2 separate regions of the Danio rerio genome follow, and region 1 is linked to region 2. The links are chromatin contacts, called in public HiChIP or PLAC-seq maps. All regions are on one chromosome and are shown on one strand. Each heading gives the region's core, a stretch centred on a gene start, on an enhancer-like site or on the middle of the called end of the contact. The rest is flanking DNA. Distances are from core to core; before and after follow the strand shown.

Region 1 (6,574 bases), core at 2,569-5,068, 83 kb before region 2:
TTCTGTGATAATATGTGTTAAAAAAAAAAATTATATTAATACCGTCCAGTAGTTATTTGGACAAAAGTCTGGTGTGAATACAGATTGTGATCTATTAATTATTAACAATGCAGCTCTAGTTTATTGTTTCTAGTACTTTATGCATACAGCTTAACAGGAACAGGTCCAGTTCTACAGCAAAGTCAAGAACACAACTGCATTTGAGCCCCAGATGAAAGTGTGACTGACTTCAGAGTCTGCAGAGCCATGTTGAGAGAGTTGTAGAGGGACGGTTCCCCGACACATGTGGAGTCTACAGCTTTCCTCAGAGCTGTTATATGCTTCTTAGGGTTCCCTTATGAGAGGAAACCAGTGTGATTATACTGATAACATCTCCAAAATATGCAAACATAAAAGAAATGCATCAACCTGCAAGATCAGTGAGCTTCTCCGCCCTCTTGTTTTTGGTGGTAATGATCCCAATCTTTGGTGATAAAGTACAGTTAACAGGAGCCACACAGACTGTTAACTCTCAAAGACAGACATGGAGACAAATACATTACCTGACTGATTGGATTCTGGTCAAAGTATTCCTCCACAAAATGCTCCATCAGCTAAAGAGAGAAACAGATCAGTCTGGCACATTTTATTTAACGTTAGGCTTCCGCTATAGATGCAGCGATACTAACCTTCAGGGTGGAGGTCAGTCTGTTTGGCTTCAGGTCTTGGTCTTCCATTGATCTAGAAGAGTCAATGATTACAAAGAGGTGCCGCATCTAGGTTGGGGGAAAATATGTGCATGGTTAGGATATATATATATATATATATATATATATATATATATATATATATATATATATATATATATATAATCATGGGTAAATTTAAAATGTATTTTACCATCCCAAGCCGAACTTGTCCATGACTCTCAAACACTCTGCAATAAGACAAACAGACTGTATCAAACCAAGAAAATCAGATAAAACTGATATTTATCAGAGATGCCGGTGTTATGAAGGTAAAAGGTAACTTTTTCCACACATTTCTAGGAAAGAGTGAAAAATACTAGAATATCATCATATTGCAGTGATTTTTAATTTGCCCTTAAAAATATAAAGCAATTTTTCAATTGCAAAATTCTTAAATCAAGATGCTTTTTGCTATGGGAGCAAAACTACATGAGGCAGGTCTTGTTTGTTAAGTTTTATGAGCTGCGCATACGTAAGGAGAAAATGTGTGTGTGCTAGCGCGAGCTTTTTGAGGGTATATAAAGATAAACTGTCTGTTCCCCGCAGGCACACGACATCAAAATGACGTCATATTGACAATATACCCCAACGTCATGGGGACATTGGATTTAGTTTAGAAATTAAAATCAAGTTGACGTCAGAACCCAACATCAGGCCGACGTCAGTCTCCAACATCCAACCTAAATTCGATTTAAAATCAACCAAATATCAACGTCTGATCATGTTGCACCTTGACGTTGTGTGGACGTTAACCACTATGACATCTATCAGATGTTGGATATTGGTCACTTTCCAACACAACCTAAAATCAACCAAATATCAACATAATTTGACGTTGTTATTGGAAGTCATAACGTTGTCCTTAAACACTGGCTAGAAATTGAATTTTGGTCACCTGACGTCATGACCTAAATCTAACCTAATATTAACATCTTATGATGTTGTGTGCCTGCTGGGTTATTGCCAGATATATACACGAGCTGAAGAGAATATTCAAAATAAGATGAACCGTTGTGGTGATTTGACTTAACATTGCTGTCTGTAACAAAATGTGTTAAAACAAGAACATAGTAAAACCTTCTGCTCTTTCTTTTAGAGCCTTAAAGAGGGTTTCTGCATGTCTCGCCATGTTAAATTTAATATTTTTAAAACCTTTTTCAGAATTTTAAGGGATTTTAACTTGCTCCCATTAAAAAAAAAATCTGATTACTTAAATAATACTTAATTAATGTGTCAAAATAAGCAAACCATACATATTTTTCCTTGGCAAGCTTTAAAAACTATAATAACCTTAATGTACAACAGTGTTTCCAGGTCGGTGTCCTCACCACATGGTCTACAAACACATGGAGAACTAACAAATGTTACTGTGAGAAACCATATTGTTAAATTTTGTTTTGTTCAAAGTTTTATTGAGATGTGTTGTGTTGTCATTGTATACTGTATACTGATGTTGGCCTGATTGGGGAGCTTTACATGAACATTGAAAAATTAATACCTATTTGAAACGATTTAAGACATACAAATCCGTATTGGGTCACACTTTATTTTAACTGTCCATTTGTTGAACTTCAGTAACATTACATCTGCATGCCAACTAATTCTCATTAGATTATAAGTAGACTGTTACTGTAGGTTGGGGATAGGGTTGGAGTTAGGGTTAGTGTGTGTTAACATGTACTTGTAAAGTTTCTTATAGTCAGTTAAAAGTCTGTTGAAATAGCAGTATCAGCAGATATTAAGCAGACAACACTCAAACTAACACTCAAATGGACCATCAAAATAAAGTGTTACCCAATATTTCAATGAATTTAAGACTTTTAAAGGCCATAAATTGTGTTTTTAAAATATAATACATTTAAGATACCCTGCTTGAATTGTTAAAGGGAATAATTAACCATTTTTAAAACCCACAGAAGCCCTGCTTTTATTCTAGATTTGAGTGCTGCACCTTTTCCTCTTTGCCTGGAAAAGAATGTCCTCCACAGTAGCTTTGAGAGACCCAGACTCATCCTCCTTCAGCACTTCCCTGAGAAAAACACATGCCAGCTGTTTTTATAGCATACTGTATGTGTCTAAACACCAGTGGATGAATTGAGGTAAAGTTTGTTTTATATTCACACATTTGATCCGTGTCAACTTGTGACACACTCCCTATATTGTTTACCATGGTACTTTGAATATTCTGAAATCACATGTAAGAATGACCTGAAAACAACACTAGCACTATTTATTTGACTGTGAACAATATTCGACTTTAATAGTCATTGGCTGATAATATGATTTCACTATTTAGTATTTGCAATTGTTATTTTTTGTGAAATTATATTATTAGGAGAAATTACGACTGTGTGAATATAAAAGCAACTTTACCTATAATTGATGGCAGTCTTCTGATGACAAAATGATGTACAATCGTTCCCTTACCACCCAAAAATACAGCAGTTTTTGTTACCAATGTAACCTAAATTTGTATGAGATCTGTATAATACTTGTTAATAACAACATAAGTAATACTTTAATATGTGTATTTATTTATTCTACCATAAACAGCAGAGAAAAATCCAAACAAACGCTACATAGGCTATTTGTTACTGTACAAAATTAAAACTAATATGAGATTGTTTAACGGTGCAATTACTTAGAGATGATAGTGCTGGTAATAATATACAGTTTAGACTTTATTAAAATAACGTAACAGAACATAACGAAAACACGTACGAGTTAATGTAATGTTAATTATGCTAACACACAAAGTTCAACGTCTCTCACCATGTTCGTTCATATCCTCCTTCCCAGCGTTTTGTTCTTTCTGGTTCTTCGTCCATGGTTTATAATTCTCACAGGATGTAACTTATTTCGAGGGTTATGCTGTTATTCTAGACAGGACTAGTACTTTGTAAGAGGTTTCTGCGCCTGTTCTCTTCCTAGACACTCTTAGGTTCGAGTCGTATAACAACAAATAAAGGAGCATGCATATAAACTGGATTTTTTAGTAATGAAATACTAATACGTAGCCTACTACATGTTAGTAGCCTACTACAAAAACAACGCGATTCACCGGTATTTACTTTAGTGCATCTTTTGTACGTCAATTTTTCATGTCCCCTGGTACACAAAAAGAAAAAGTAGTTCCGGGTAACCGGAGGCCCTACATCTTCCTCATTATTAGCTGAATCTGAAATGTTAATGTATTTATTATAGTGAAATAATAAAAGGAAGACATTTGGAAATTTAATAGCTTTATTTTTATGTGCGCAAATGCAATGACAAATGCATTGTACATTAATTTTATTATCATCGAAGTTCATGTTTTTCATTATTGTTAGCGTTTAGCTGCTCATTTGATTAATTCCATTAGATGAGAAATACAAAACACATTTGGAAACTGTATAGCTTTATTTTTCTATTTACACAAATACAATCAAAAATACACTGTACATTTAACACCGTTTGCCTACCACATTAAAATTGTTCAATAGTGAATTCTCAGCAGATTCGAAGGAGGCAATTGGCATTAACTAGAAAACTCATTTAATTCACGACCATACTTAAAGTGTGTACTTAAATTAAAAATATCATCAGCAAATAGATTGCCAATCCTTTGACAGGTTATAATCAGAAAATTTGAAATAAGATTTAAAAAAACATTCAATGAAACAGTTTGACAAACAACATTGAATGTCTTTGCTTGAAAGTCTCTAAAACTGCAATAAAAGTTGTCAGTATTGCTTTTAAGATGCTAAAATGACTAGAACGATATATAAAAAGGTTAACAGACAACAAACTAGCTTTAAAAATACTTCACTGATACCACATTTTGATCATGTTTAGATTGGCTCAAAAGCACAAACCTCTCAATATACAAACAGCAGACATGCATTTCCTGATAACAATACAGTGATGATGCAGATACTTAATACAGAATACACAAAAAGTGAGAAAGTCCAATTGTAAAACCAACACGTATGCCTTGCTGAGTTTCCAGCGCCAGGTTTTTATTGTCTGTGGTCGTAGTCGCTAACCCTTCTTTTGATGAGGGAGAGTTTTGACTTCAGCTGTTTACACTTTCTTTTCTTCATCTGATAGTCTGTAGACTGTAAAAAGGAAAAAACATATGCATTTTAATTTGCATTTACACATATAACCTTAAAGTCAGAATTATTAGCCCCCTATTAATTTTTTCCCCCAATTTCTGCTTAACAGAGAGAAGATTTTTCAACACATTTCTAAACATAACTAATTTCTAATAACTGATTTATTTGATCTTTGACATGATGACAGTATATACAGGTTTCATATGTATTTTTTCTACAAAATGTCAATGACTATTCCAGGACTTTTAAGTCAATTTTTATGACCTAATGTTTCATGTAATGTCTACATACGTGATAAATCATAAGAAACCTTTAAATTTATTACAGCATATCATAAAACACGCAATAGTTTCAAATTATTTTATTGTACAATAGATAACGCTTACACAGCACTAATAATGTGAGAGAAAAGAAAAGAAGTAAAAACAACCAACCTCCATTCTAATATACAAAAATTTGTCAAACTAATTAGTAATAGTTGGTAAAACCACTTCTATTATAAAAACCGCGATCACACTGCAGTTGTCACACCATAGACTTCCATTCATAGGCATATGAATGCGGCAGATCACAAACTCAAGCACGTGTTTCGCATTTCACTGCACACGAAAGTTTAAGCTAAGTGAATTCTTACCTGCGAAATCACATCCGGTGATTGTGCAAGACCAATAGAAGACCATTTAAAACAAGAAATTTAAAATATGGAGCAATCACTCACTTTTATTAATGTCTAATCATTTGGTTTAACCCTTTTCCTTTTCGCAGCAGACAGAATTTTGCAAGCCCAAGCTCTAGTGTGACCGCAGCTTAAGTCGCTTTGGACAAAAATGTCTGGTAAATGATTTAATGTAAATGTATTTTCTATGACTTTTACAAAACCTTTTGGGTTTTTCTGTTTTTCCAAAACTTTTCCAGGCCTGGAAAATGTCATGTCAAAATTTCATGACTTTTCCAGGTTTTCCATGACCCTATGAACCCTGTATATAATATTTGACTAGATATTTTTTCAAGACACTTCAATACAGCTTCAAGTGAAATTTAAAGGCTTAATTAGGTTAATTAGGTTAACTCGGCAGGTTAGGGTAATAAGGCATGTCCTGTAGACTATCAAAAATATATAGCTTGAAGGGGATAATACTTTTGACCTTAAAATGTTTTTACAAAAAAAAAAGAAAACAGCTTTTATTCTAGCTAAAATAAAACAAATAAAATAAAAGATATTATCAGACATACTGTGAAAATGTGCTTGCTTTGTTAAACATAATTTGGAAACTAATTAAAAAAAAAAAAATCAAAGTAGGGCTAATAATCCTGACTTTAACTGTAAATTACAAGCCTTTACTACGAAGAGCTGTTCAACAGATGGTACATATAAAATTCATTACTGTTCCAAACAAAATGTAGCCTACGGGGGGTAAATATACAAAAAAAAAAAGTAAAATAAAAAGTTTACCTTCTTCAAACTTTTGAGCCTGTTGTATTCATCCATGACATCCTATTTAGGGAAAAAGAGATACATTAATGCAACATATCTGAATGATAAATGTACTGTAGAAAAAATTGTTGACATTTCCAAGCATAACCAGAAGAGTGCAAAATATTGTGACAGACAAGCAGGTTTTAGATTTAGCTGAATCAGCATGATAACACTCATTAAGATGGAGATCTAAACTTTAAGGCAACTGTTGTCTCCTAAATTACATACCATGAACTGTGGGCTGCCTTCCTCTAGCCTGTCGAGCTCTCGAT
Region 2 (6,522 bases), core at 2,900-5,399:
AAGAAGTCTTTTGTACAGTTTGCCTTGAGACTGTTTCCATAACAACTGATTATACAGAAATCTGAAACACACGGAGATGTAACTAACATATAAGTGTTTGTATAATGAATATTATACATACACTTATGTAATTGTTGCATGAATATAATTAGTAAAACAGTCATTTTTATCAGCAAACTGTAAAAAAAATACCATAACAAAAATAAATAAACGCTAGATTTCATAAGAAATTAGTTGCATGAAACAAATTGTTCTACCCCATACATATGCACATTAAAATGAGATCAGATTTGCTTTTGGGAAACAAAATGTAATAATAATGATAATAAAAGATCAAAAATTGTTTATAATGGAATAGTTTATAAACCAAAAAATCTTGACAGACCAAGAATAATGACAAAATATAGGAAGACTTTATATAAAGATCACACAGAGTTTCTGCAGGTTTCTTCAAATTGAGTTTAAGACTTTTATGAATAAAACATAAATACATATATAAATAAATGTTTTGAGATGGATTATTGGTGATTAGGTTTCAGTCTGACTGGGTAACTTAACTTGGAAAGTAGGAAAATTAAGACCTGTTTGAAATGATTTAAGGTCTACAACACAATATTTCAGTGAATTTAAGACTTTAAGGCCTAAAATTTAGTTTTTGAAACTTAAGACGAAAAGCACTACTTAACTATCATTTGAAATGTCAATAATTTGCCACCATTAATTTTTTAAATACATATTCATACATTTGGCCTCTTTTTTTAGCAGGAAATCTTTCTAAATAATACCGTTTAGGATGATTGCTAATACGGATCACAGTAAATATGTGGTTTTAATTTTACAAAAATAAATCCGTTTCTCTGAATAAAAATTTAAACAGCACCTATTTTACCCCTTTTTCAAGTAAAAAAAAAAAAAAAAAGTATTTTGTGTCTCCAGAATATGTCTGTGAAGTTTCAGCTCTAAACGCCCATCAGATTATTAATTATAGCTTTGAACACCATGCAGCTGTTTTTGTTGTCTGTGCCTTTAATGCTTGTTCACCCTGCTCACTGTTGTCAGAGTGTGCCTCAATCACTGCCTTGGCTGTGTCAGATAAACAGCACAATGACAGACATGAAGGAAGCATATCTCACGTAATGTGAGAAATACTACAGTTAGAACTTTACCAATGATTTTGTAATGTATTTGTTGTGGAGTTAATTTAGGCCTTTTGATGAGTTACATACAATGTCGTTACAATGTTCACGTGCGCGCGTTTAACTTTGACCTGTTTTTGCAAGGCAAATGTGACAGGATACACGTTAATATCTACTGCTGTATGGATATCCATTATGTTAAGGTCCAAATTAAACCTGATTTAACGTCCACAACCTGGGATTGAATTGTCTTCTTTTATAATTAAAGAAGTAAAATCGCTGTTATACATTACAAACATGCACTGTTTTAAAAATGTTTTAAACCTGTAAAACTCATTCTTGATCACATTTGATGATGATTGATTATCACAGCGAGCTGAACAGATCTTTTAATCAGTTGCTTTGCGCATGTCCTGTCTTGTGGATATGATTATATGTATTACTACAGAGACATGTTAATTTGTGGCTGTCAATCAGATCGGCAGGCAGGGAAACTGCACTCCACGTTTCGGTGGGCGGTAAAATGGGAGGGATTTGGATCCTGTTTTACTATCAGGAAATCAAAATAAAAAAAAAGACTTATTGTCTTTATACAGCATCACCCCAATATGACAGTAAACACTCTTGTGCCGACATACATTCACAATGATTATTAGTAAAATGGCTGAAATGATGAAACTACTGTGCACATAGAAGGGTCAGAGGACCGTTTTAAGGATCTGAAGCACATTTTTAAATTCATTTAACATTCTTCTGCTTCTCAGAAATGACTTGTGTAATTTTACCAACCTTATACAAAGAGCTGCCACCAATTATCCAAACCTGGTCCACTAGTTTTTCGAGCTCGCCACTGTCTAACAGATGGAGAGCTGAACTGAAGTCTGAAGCAAGGTAGTGAGCTCCCTCTGGGGCTGTCCTGTGGAGTGACAGAAAATAAAACTTGTTTACATACAGCATAGTGCTTTAGTGTCTTATTTGATTACTTGAGTTCTCAGCTGAGATCAGTGATACGTTTATTTATTTATTTATTGCTGCAGCAACAACAACAACGAGTTACACTACAAATAACCCTTTAACTTCCTGCTCTACCAAATGATTAACCATGTTCTTAATGTTTTAAATGAATGACTTGTTTTAAATTATGGTTTGCACTACACAGCATTGTTGGTTTACAAAAAATTCAAACAAACAATCCTGTTGCACAACTAGACTTGATTTAGGTTTTATTGAAGAAAAAAAAAAAACGTGTTAAATGAGAATCTGAATTATTTTATGGCATACTTCAAAAAAAAAAAAAGATGATTTAGTCAAAAAGGTTTTATTTTGATCATGTTTTTAATAAATTGGTCTTGCACTTCATATTTGTTTTTCAGATTTTCATAGCATATGTATTAATTCCGGTACTTTTACTATAAACTGACATGTCAACCATTGGGTAGAGGTTGATATTTTATAAATTATGGTATGTGTTGTTAAAAAATGCAATGAGTGTGTTAAGTAGAGACATTAGGGGTTAAGAAATTCAATCCAATTTTTTTTTACTTGGTGGGGCAGTTAAAGGGATAAAACGGAATAGTCTCTACAAACTTAAGTTCATTATCAACAACAAGAGAATTATTAATTAAATTTAAGTAGCCTATAATAAAGAAAATTATAATGAGAGCAATAAGGGGGGAAACGAAAGGGCACATGAAAAGAAAATAAATTAATTAGTGACAGAAAATAAAACTTGTTTACATACAACAGAGTGCTTTAGAGTAAGGTGAAATAAGAGTTTTTAAAGATTACTTGAGTTCTCTGCTGAGAACTATGTTGATCCTGTTCTTTAGAGGTCTGTGCGCTGCAGGAATAGAGAACCATGTCTTTCTGCCCATGATGACCACATTCTTCTTACCTGTTAATAGAAACAGAATGAATGCAACAGAAAAAGACCACAATACTGAGTTCTGGTTAAAGATCTGAACAATCTAATTAAATATGACAAAAAATCTTAGCATGTAAAAGGCATAACCAATATGACAATATGTTTACCCTCATCTGAAGGGGTCATGGTCATCTTCTGAAAGTGCTTGAGTTCATTACTGTAAAAAATTACAAGGGATAAGCAGTGAAATATACATTAAAATTTCTATATTAATTTTTAAAAATAAGTGTATTATAACTTATATAATTGAATATAATCAATTAGTTCACCATAAAAATGAAATACTGTTATTACTTGGTTGCTCTTCAAACAGTTAACGTTACACACCTTCATGAGTTTCTTTTTAATGTTAAACACCAGGAGCATTTGACATTTATATTATAGAAAAGTCAACTTTGTTTGAATGAATAATGACACAATTTTCAGTTTTGTGCGAGCTATCTCCTCAAGATTAGCAATAATATGGCACGAGTTTGTCTGTAACTTGACGTTAGATGTGTAAGTTAAGGTTTTACTATCATGAGTTAAATGTGCTGAATGTGGTCATTTACATAACGGAGTAACTTACAGGACAAAGGTCAAGCTCAACTTTAAAAACTCTGTGCGCTCGTAAAAGTTTCAGTTCAGCTAACGTAACATTCTTAACGTTCCTCCCCTTCATTCTTATTATGCTTTATTTATTGTCAAAATATTAATTTTAATCGTGATTAACTTCTGTGCCCAGTTAATAAACTGTCTCTACATCTACTTACATCATATAAAGGTGTAACAATTTAAGAGCTGTTGCAGATGCAAAATAAACAACACGAAGCCCTAAAAACCACAGAAGCCTTATATTATTGAATCAAGAAGATTAGCTTAAGAGTTAGCAATAACGTTAGATAAAAGCGAATTTACAAACACTTCTCGCTCACCTTAGTCTTATTGGATGCCATGGCAGGTTTCCATTTTTCCCTATTCCCATGTCTGGACAAACAGCTACAATACAGTTGAGTATTCGAGACATATTTATTTTGTAAATACAGTTAACAAGTCACGCTGGCTACTACGCACGGTCTCGCCTTCTTCCCGCCAAGGGGATTCACGAACAAGTACGTCGAACGCCTGGCTTATTGATATGCATTACGCACTGGGACGCTCGAGAAGTGATTTGCTGTTAAAATTCATTGGCGTCAGCAATCTGGCCAATAAGGCTGTGTTTATTCTGGTTTAGCTCCACCTCAGAAGTGTGTGTTAATTTCCATATTTTAAAGACATGGCTTGGTACATATAATTTAATGCAGTGCTTCTTGTTTAGTCTGATGCCCACTTTATATTGAATCTATTGTATCAGCCAGGCAGTAAAGATCGCTGTTTATTTAAAAGAAATTATATCTTAAACGCAGCGATTTTGTATGGGATGACAATTAACTGGAAACCCTGGGGCTGGCTGACTAAAATTAAAGGTCTGAGTACATTAAAAAAGTCCATTGCAGTCAATTATGTAATCGATTCCACTACTCCAAAATTAGGAGCCGAGAATCTCAGCTCCAAAAAAACAGCAACCGAACACACCCGTCGAAAGTGAACAGAAGCACAGCTTCTATGAGCAAACATTTTGAGGTACAGCTTTAAAAGCATCATTGGATAGATATATAAACATTATACACAGGCCCGTAGCCAAGAGGGGTTTGGGTGGTTCAAAAGACCCAGCCCTCTTCTCACAGAGTCCAAAATTTGGCCCCTACAGTACATGAGCTCATTTGTCCCATTTTTGACAGTATGTCATCATAAATTGTGAAAATAGCCAATAGAAGAAGGCTTTAGGAAGAATAACCAATAAAAGAAGGCTTTTATTATCGAAATGGACACATTCTGACTGAGGAAATGAGCTGGCCAGTTTGTTATTTGCCTGCAGGCAAGTTTTTAATTTAAAACAAGTTTTGTTGTTGTTGGTGTTGTTTGTTGGTTTTTGTAAGATGGATGATAATAAATTATCATTTAAAAGTATGCATGTTGTCATATTTTTAAAATTCTAATCTGATTACATTATATATAGAACTGTAAAAACTTTTGTAAATAAACATAACTTTTTGTAAACAAAAAAATAGTATAATAAGCACTTTGACAAAAATTTTGGAAGCACTTTTGTTGCATCAAAAAGTGTGGTATCGATAACCATCCGCCATACACAAATTATTGCTTAAAATGTCACTAAAATGCAGTATTTGAACCTTGAATAACTGCAAATAGGTCCACTCTGAGAAAAAAGAACCACCCTTTTAATAGACTGGCTAAGGGCCTGATACAAATATAGTTTATTAGGATACAGGCTTTTATTATGCATGTTATTTTGTATAATTGTACATCATTTGTTAATGAATTAGCCAACATTAACAACCTGTAATATGTTTTACAGTATTTACTGATCTTTAATGACTTTTGTTGTTAACTAATGTACATAACTAATGTAACAAATTAAACTGTACTGTGATTAATCACCATTTTTTAAACAAACAATGTTTCACCAACTCATCTTTCGGTAACATAAAAAACAGTGAATGGCTTTAAGGTCTTAATAAAAGAGCAGATGCATGTTAAATAAGATTATTTAATTGTTCTTACCTTTTGCTTTTGCATAAAAAACTGTGTTCAAATATAATAAAGTGCTTGATAATTTTCAAAAAGTGTGCTTTAAATAAAGAAACACTAAGATACGTTTAATATTGCAACATTAGCATAACATTTACCTTTGGTTAAAACATGGCCAGTGCAGACTGTAGTAAACACATCATTAACTGTGGCTATGTGTTTTCCTAAATCAATAATGTTTATTATGCACATTTAACACATGACTGGAAATGCTTAGCGTAGAGATTAACACATTTTATACAATATAGAAAAATCTAAAATAGAATCAAAATCTCACTTTTTCAGTCTCATCAGGGCCTTTTCCTCCTGCGTCTCATGTCCATGTTATCTGCAGCGTATGGCGCCTCCTTTTGGTCTTGCTTTGTAACTTTGTAATATTGCTCAAACTCATTTCCCAGCAGCCGCTCAAATCCAAACAGGATAAGCGCCTGCAAGTGTTTACAACATGTACTACAGTGTCCATAGTGATATCTGAGCGGTTCAAGCTAGCAGATCTCAGGCACTGCAGTGGGGGATTGTCCAGAGCGTCGAGGGGTTTGGCCGGATGATTCAGGACCAGTTTGAACACAGGGTCCAGTCGACAGGGAACAGCGATTAAAGAGAGCTTCTGTAGGAGTGATGCACCCCTAAGTAGAGCCCATAGAACATCCTTTAAAGACGTCCAACACAATGGCGGCTTCATCTGCCGCTCATCCAGGGAAAAACTTGAGGAAAATGGACACAGGACAGAAAAGAATAAACAGAATAGTCAGTATAATGGTAAAGGGTTTAGCAGAATGAAAACATTTGACTTACTGTAGTGTCAAAGAACGGAGGTGAGGAATGCATGGT

Evidence for each region. HiChIP or PLAC-seq counts read pairs in DNA pulled down with a chosen protein or histone mark.
Region 1: an H3K4me3 HiChIP or PLAC-seq map of gastrula embryo shows a contact between it and region 2, with 2.5 times the contacts expected there. The contact joins the promoter of gtf2h2 here to the promoter of dhfr in region 2. A contact is called at or near these places in 1 of 18 Hi-C or Micro-C datasets (caudal fin) and 1 of 4 datasets of contacts at active chromatin or transcription factors (gastrula embryo).

The regions. Positions count from the first base shown.
Region 1 is chr5:26,828,107-26,834,680 of GRCz12tu, reverse strand. It overlaps gtf2h2 (general transcription factor IIH, polypeptide 2), which reads right to left and starts at 3,818. Exons shown (of 15, transcript NM_201581.1): 1 at 3,501-3,818; 2 at 2,680-2,757; 3 at 880-916; 4 at 669-755; 5 at 543-593; 6 at 409-463; 7 at 229-334. The coding sequence starts at 3,556. oclnb (occludin b) reads right to left here. Exons shown (of 9, transcript NM_001008618.1): 7 at 6,531-6,574; 8 at 6,279-6,320; 9 at 4,113-4,825. The coding sequence ends at 4,727.
Region 2 is chr5:26,745,737-26,752,258 of GRCz12tu, reverse strand. dhfr (dihydrofolate reductase) reads right to left here and starts at 4,149. Exons shown (of 6, transcript NM_131775.1): 1 at 3,975-4,149; 2 at 3,168-3,217; 3 at 2,925-3,030; 4 at 1,926-2,052. The coding sequence starts at 4,066. si:ch211-214j8.12 reads right to left here. Exons shown (of 5, transcript NM_001098191.1): 4 at 6,487-6,522; 5 at 5,739-6,395. The coding sequence ends at 6,005.